Regions from separate parts of the Mus musculus genome. Here region 1 is linked to region 2. Evidence: chromatin contacts called from public promoter capture Hi-C data. All regions are on one chromosome and are shown on one strand. Each heading gives the region's core, a stretch centred on a gene start, on an enhancer-like site or on the middle of the called end of the contact. The rest is flanking DNA. Distances are from core to core; before and after follow the strand shown.

What was found. Capture Hi-C pulls out chosen DNA fragments and counts their contacts.
Region 1: a promoter capture Hi-C map of adipose tissue shows a contact between it and region 2. The contact joins two enhancer-like sites. A contact is called at or near these places in 2 of 484 Hi-C or Micro-C datasets (embryonic fibroblasts and natural killer cells), 2 of 115 datasets of contacts at active chromatin or transcription factors (CD8 T cells and microglia) and 2 of 9 other capture datasets (adipose tissue and liver).

Annotation. Positions count from the first base shown.
Region 1 is chr16:84,809,174-84,811,873 of GRCm38.p6, reverse strand. Jam2 (junction adhesion molecule 2) reads right to left here. Exons shown (of 10, transcript NM_023844.5): 4 at 2,378-2,530. Among named protein-coding and RNA genes, the nearest start is that of Gm46557, 12 kb to the left of the region's middle. Within about 2 kb of position 1,368, at least 7 of the 459 cell types and tissues checked have an H3K27ac peak or open chromatin away from gene starts, as enhancers often do. A contact at or near this core is called in adipose tissue, where this site is marked.
Region 2 is chr16:84,620,263-84,622,962 of GRCm38.p6, reverse strand. No RefSeq gene overlaps it. Among named protein-coding and RNA genes, the nearest start is that of 4930529L06Rik, 58 kb to the left of the region's middle. Within about 2 kb of position 1,437, at least 148 of the 459 cell types and tissues checked have an H3K27ac peak or open chromatin away from gene starts, as enhancers often do. A contact at or near this core is called in adipose tissue, where this site is marked.

The sequences.
Region 1 (2,700 bases), core at 119-2,618, 190 kb before region 2:
AAACTGGAGTGAGACTGAGCTTTAAAGTGGTGGACCAAGTTGTTTGGCAGAGGAAATGTCAAGACAGCCTAGCGTGCAAGTTGTGCATGGTAACCATGGTAACCCCAGCAATTCTTGTCAGATTTACAAGGGAAAGGTGGAAAGATGTGAAAGTGAAGGTTAGCAACAGAGGTGCACAGAGACATTTAAAGTCTGCAGGCAGGGAGGCCAAAGGGGGTTCAGACAAAGCAGTTGTAATTGTTAAACACACTGGCACCCTGAAGGAAGAAGGGGTGCCTTGAGGGGAAACCCATTTATCAAGAAGAGCTCCATACTGTAACAATTCAAATCCAAGTGGAAGGGGTGTTCCTGAAAACACAGTGTCATAGATATCAGTCGTTAAACGGGCATCAAGGGAAGAGTTTTTCCTGAGTTCAGTAGCAAAGGCACACAAGGATCTGTGGTCCAAGAAAGTCAGGACACATCTGGGGCAGGATACAGTTCTTGGCAACAATGCCAGCATCCCAGAGAGCTGCTGCAATATCCGCGTAGCCTGTCCGATTCTGTGCATGGAATGGCTGTGTGAGTAGTGTGTGAAGCCGTGAAGGCAAAGCCCGAGTTGTAGTGAAACCCTGGGATATTAAAACTGTAAAAGGCTCTCACTGAAAAACCATTCAGGCACCAAACAGAGCTATCCCCAAGGAGAAGCCACATGTGCCCCAGGATGGGGCTGTCCAAAGTCACTGATCCCAGAAGACACCAGCAGGAGCTCCGGGGAGTAGACATGGGGCTGAGGAGTTTGGTTCTTTTCCTTGTCTTGGCCTTGCTTCAGTCCAGCCTTTCCTTTCTAGGCCCCACTAGTCTCTTTTGGAATAGGAATGTTTATTCTGAAGACTGCATTATTTTTAAATTTTATTACATAAGGGTTGACAGTTAAGCGATTGCCTTGAACAATTTAAGACTTCAGACTTTAGAACAGGGTGTGAACCATGAGACTAGTGACTTTTGAAGTTAGACTTAATGGATTTCCCTTATTAAATATCCGTGAGTGTTTGGAACTCAGGAGCAGAACAATAAGATCTGAATATGGAGTGACTCATGGACTCATGTGTCTGAACACTTGGTCTCCAGCTCTTGATGTTTTCGAAGAGGTTGTGGAGACTTTAAGAAGTGGGGTCTTTTATCTTATCATATTATATTATATAGTACTTTTTAAATAAAGGAAAAAAGAAGGGTCTCATTGGGGAAATTGGGTCTTAGAGACTTGAACTAAAATAGAATGTAGTGGGTGTGGTGGTTTGAATAGGAATGATCTCCACAGACTCTGTGCTTGAATGTTTGTCCCATAGAAAGTGGCATTATTAAGAGTTGTGGCCTTGTTGGAGTAGGTGTGGCCTTGTTGGAGGAAGTGTGTCACTGTGGGGGTGGGTTTTGAGGTCACCCAGTATGACACATAGTTTCCTTCTACTCCCTGTGGATTAAGATGTAGAACTCTTGGCTCCTTTTCCAGTACCATGTCTGCCTGGATGCTGTCATGCTTCCCAACATGATGATAAATGGACTGAACCTCTGAACCTATAAGCCAGCCCCAATTAGATGCTTTCCCTTACAAAGAGTTGGATGACCGTGATGTCTCTTCACAGCAAGAAAACCCTAAGTAAGACCGTAGATAACTATTAATAATCTCCTTGAAAATTCAGGACTGAAGATGGTAGGCAGAATCCTGGCAGTCCCACAACATTCCCATCTTCAGTATACATGCATGGTCTCTCAGTACTTAAAATTATATTTATATATTTTATATAAGATTATATTTATAAAGTACTATGAAGAAATCTGGAAGATATAATTAAGATTTCAAATCCATTCTCGGTAATATAGAAATGTGGATATGACCACACAACATGGTGGCTTTAATGATTTATTTATGTATATTTAATGTGTATGAATGTTTTACCTGAATGTATGTATATGCCCCGAATGCATGGAATGCGAATGGAAGTCAGAAGAAGAGGGTAGAAGATCTTCAGGACCTGGAGTGACAGAAGTTTCTGAACCACCATGTAGATGCTGGGAAATGACCTTGGGACAAACTGGGTCATCTGCAGGAGCATCAAATGCTCTTAACCACTGCTGGCCCATTTTTCCAGACCCTAGCATGGACTTTTAAAATTCAGGGTTCACGCTGGCTAATTACCGAAGGAAGTGTCTAGTAATTCAAAGTACAAAAAGGATCCAGTATGCCTCTGTTAGACTGAAGATGAAAGGGAGAGGAGAGACAGGAAACTTATGTAATACCATCCAGGCTGCTGAAAAACAAACAAAGCCAAAATCTTTCCGCGGGGCTGGGGGACGAGGACGGGACAGCTGGCAGCCGTTACATATGTGTGTGCTGTACCTAGTACTTCTAGCATGACTTTATCTTCCTGCAGGTTCTGGCCTTGCTCAGTCGGAGCGCTGACTTCACAGCGATACTCTCCAGCATCACTTCTTGTAACATTTTTGATTCGTATATTGAAATCTATCATCTCAGCACGGTCTTTAAAGTCACCTTTTGTGGGGGGGGGGGGGAACAAAAGACAATAACATTAGAAATAATCAAGCAACTTTCTATGTAGTATCCTCCTCGAGTCATTTTGTTTAAAACTAAAGCATTTGTTTTCCTGGTTAAAAAAAAAAAAACAACTTAATTTTAAACTTTGAACTTACATGTTCATTTTA
Region 2 (2,700 bases), core at 188-2,687:
GTATGTGGAGAAAACTCTGCTTTTCTTCCTTCCTTCCTTCCTTCCTTCCTTCCTTCCTTCCTTCCTCCCTCCCTCCCTCCCTCCCTCCCTCCCTCCCTCCCTCCTTTCTTTGTTTTGTTTTGTTTTTGTTTTTGTTTTTGTTTTTGTTTTTGTTTTTGTTTTTGTTTTTGTTTTTGTTTTTGTTTTTTTTGAGACAGGATTTGTGTAGCCCTGGCTGTCCTGGAACTCACTTTGTAGACCAGGCTGGACTCAAACTCAGAAATCCGCCTGCCTCTGCCTCCCAAGTGCTGGGACTACAGGTGTGCACCAACACTGCCCAACTAAAAATTCTGCTTTCTAACACGTCAGGAACATTGATTCACAAGAGACCAAGTTGTACACTCATTGCAGAGGGTAGCAGCAGCTTTGACTCACAAGTGGATTTAGAAAACATTACCAAAGCAACCAGCAAACTGAAGAGCCAATATGACAGAGCTGAAGCCAGCAGCATTTCCTTAGCAAATGTAGAGAGCAAGAAGAAAATATTCGCTGGAAAACATTTCTTCTTTATGATGTGTGCTAGGTTTAACATCTACTTAAACCTGGAAAATTTCCAAAGAGCTTCATTGTAGTGGGGAGAAGAGAAATATCCTATTAATTTTTAGTTAAAAAAATGACAATTGATGTCTATTTCTTTTTCAAAGAGTATAAAGTAAAACTCAATCAATGAGCAAAGGTAGTTTATTCCTATGCAACACCATATTCATAAGCAAAATAGTTTCTTACAAATTTATGATAGCTAGCATTTAGGTACATCTTCAAAGAAAATAAAAAAGACAGTATAAAAGCTTTATATTGTAGTATCCTTATTATATGTACAGAGATGTAAACCCGGGGATTTAGCTTGGTAAGTAAATGGTTCGACACTGAGTTATAACCTCAGCCATTGTATTTTGAAGAAAGGTTTTTACCGAGTAGCATAAGCTGGCCTTAAACTTGCTGTGTAGCCCATTCTAGCCCAGAGCTTGTTATCCTGGCTCGACCCTCCGAAGGCTGCCTTGTAAGTGCATGTCTCCAGCCTTGGCTTTTTGCTGTCCTATCTAAATCAATATCTTAGTGTACATGGTCTCTGTTATGAGAATTAAAAGTGACTCAAAGTACAGTGGCAATTTCTGAGATAAGTGTCAGCATGAGGATTTGAAACTTAGATTGGTCTTGTGAAAAACATTTTTAAAAAAAAATATATATAAAAATAATTAGCTGGGAATATCCCACTTGTTATCTAAATCCCCAACCAGCCTGGGTAATTTCTCTCATTCTTCAGCAGTCCTGGCATTCTCTCTTTGAATGACATCAGTCTGGAAATACCCCATGGTTTTCTGAGTTATAAATGGGTCGCTGGCCCTAAACTCCTGAGTGTTATGATTCACACTTTCACTTCAGGGTTTTTTTTTTTTTCTCAATACTATCAGTTTGAAAAAGTGAAACTGAAACTGAGTGCCTGTGCTAACGACGCCCTGAGGGAGGAAAGAGTGGGTTGGATGGAATAACTTAGAAATATTCAAGGAGCGCTGGCTGACTGGCAACAACCCAGGAATCATTTCTCAAGGAAAAAGAGGATGCAGTGTGTCAAAATCAAAACCCTGTCTGAGAGCTGCTTGAGGGATGATTGTCACGCTGCACACCCCAGGGCGGCTTGTGCTATCCTCTAGTGTTTGTTTATTTTAATGTATTAATAAATTCTTTATTAGTATAAAACACATTTTTTTCTTACTGGAAATAGGGCTTAAACTTCAACTCTAGAATTTATTTTCTTGATCATTGCACTAATGATATCAATTGAGGAAGAAAGAGAGGGAGGGAGGGAGGGGAAGAGGAAGAGAGGGAGTAATGAGGGGGGAGGAAGAAAGGGAGACAGGGCAAGAGGGGCAAGAGAAAGAAAGAGAGAGAGGAAGGAGAAGAGGGAAAGGGAGAGTGGGAGGTAGAGGGGGAGAGGGAGGTAGAGGGGAAGAGGGAGAGGAAGACGGAGAGTGGGAGGTAGAGGGGGAGAGGGAGGTATAGGGGGAGAGGGAGAGGGAGAGGGAGGGAGAGGGAGGTAGAAGGGGAGAGGGAGAGGGGGAGGGGGATGGGGAGAGGGAAGGGGAGGGGAAGGGGGAGGGGGAGGGGGAGGGGGAGAGTTGGGGTAGGGGAGACTGACTTCTTAGGTTGGAGAACCTTCATTCATATTGCAGATTGCCTTTGGCTCAGTGTGGTGTCTGCTCAGGGTCTTCCTGGTACATGGTAACACTCAACAAACAGTTGCAGAATAAATGAAAAACCAGTGTCTTAAAAACGAATCCTTGTACTTGACATGCTTTGTGGAAACCCACAGGGAAGACCTTTCTTCTGAGATTTCAGGATTCTAGTAAGCAAGAAGCTCAAAGGAACAGGAATCTTATGAGATTTGCAGACAAGATCATAAAGATGTGTGAGCATTGTAAAGTATACGATTTATGGCTAATGCCTTTCTAGTTCTTTAACTGCATTAGTTCAGTGGAAATTTTGCCAAGGCCTTAGTAGAGATTGACATCATTTAAAAAGTTGTTTGGTTATAAATTAGTCTTTCCATTAAGAAGAAAATCACCGTCTCTGGCTGTCTATCACCCAATGTTTTCCACCAAAGAATAATGTCACGATGTCTTTTCCTATAAATGCATTAATTTCTCCCCTCCACCTCTCCTT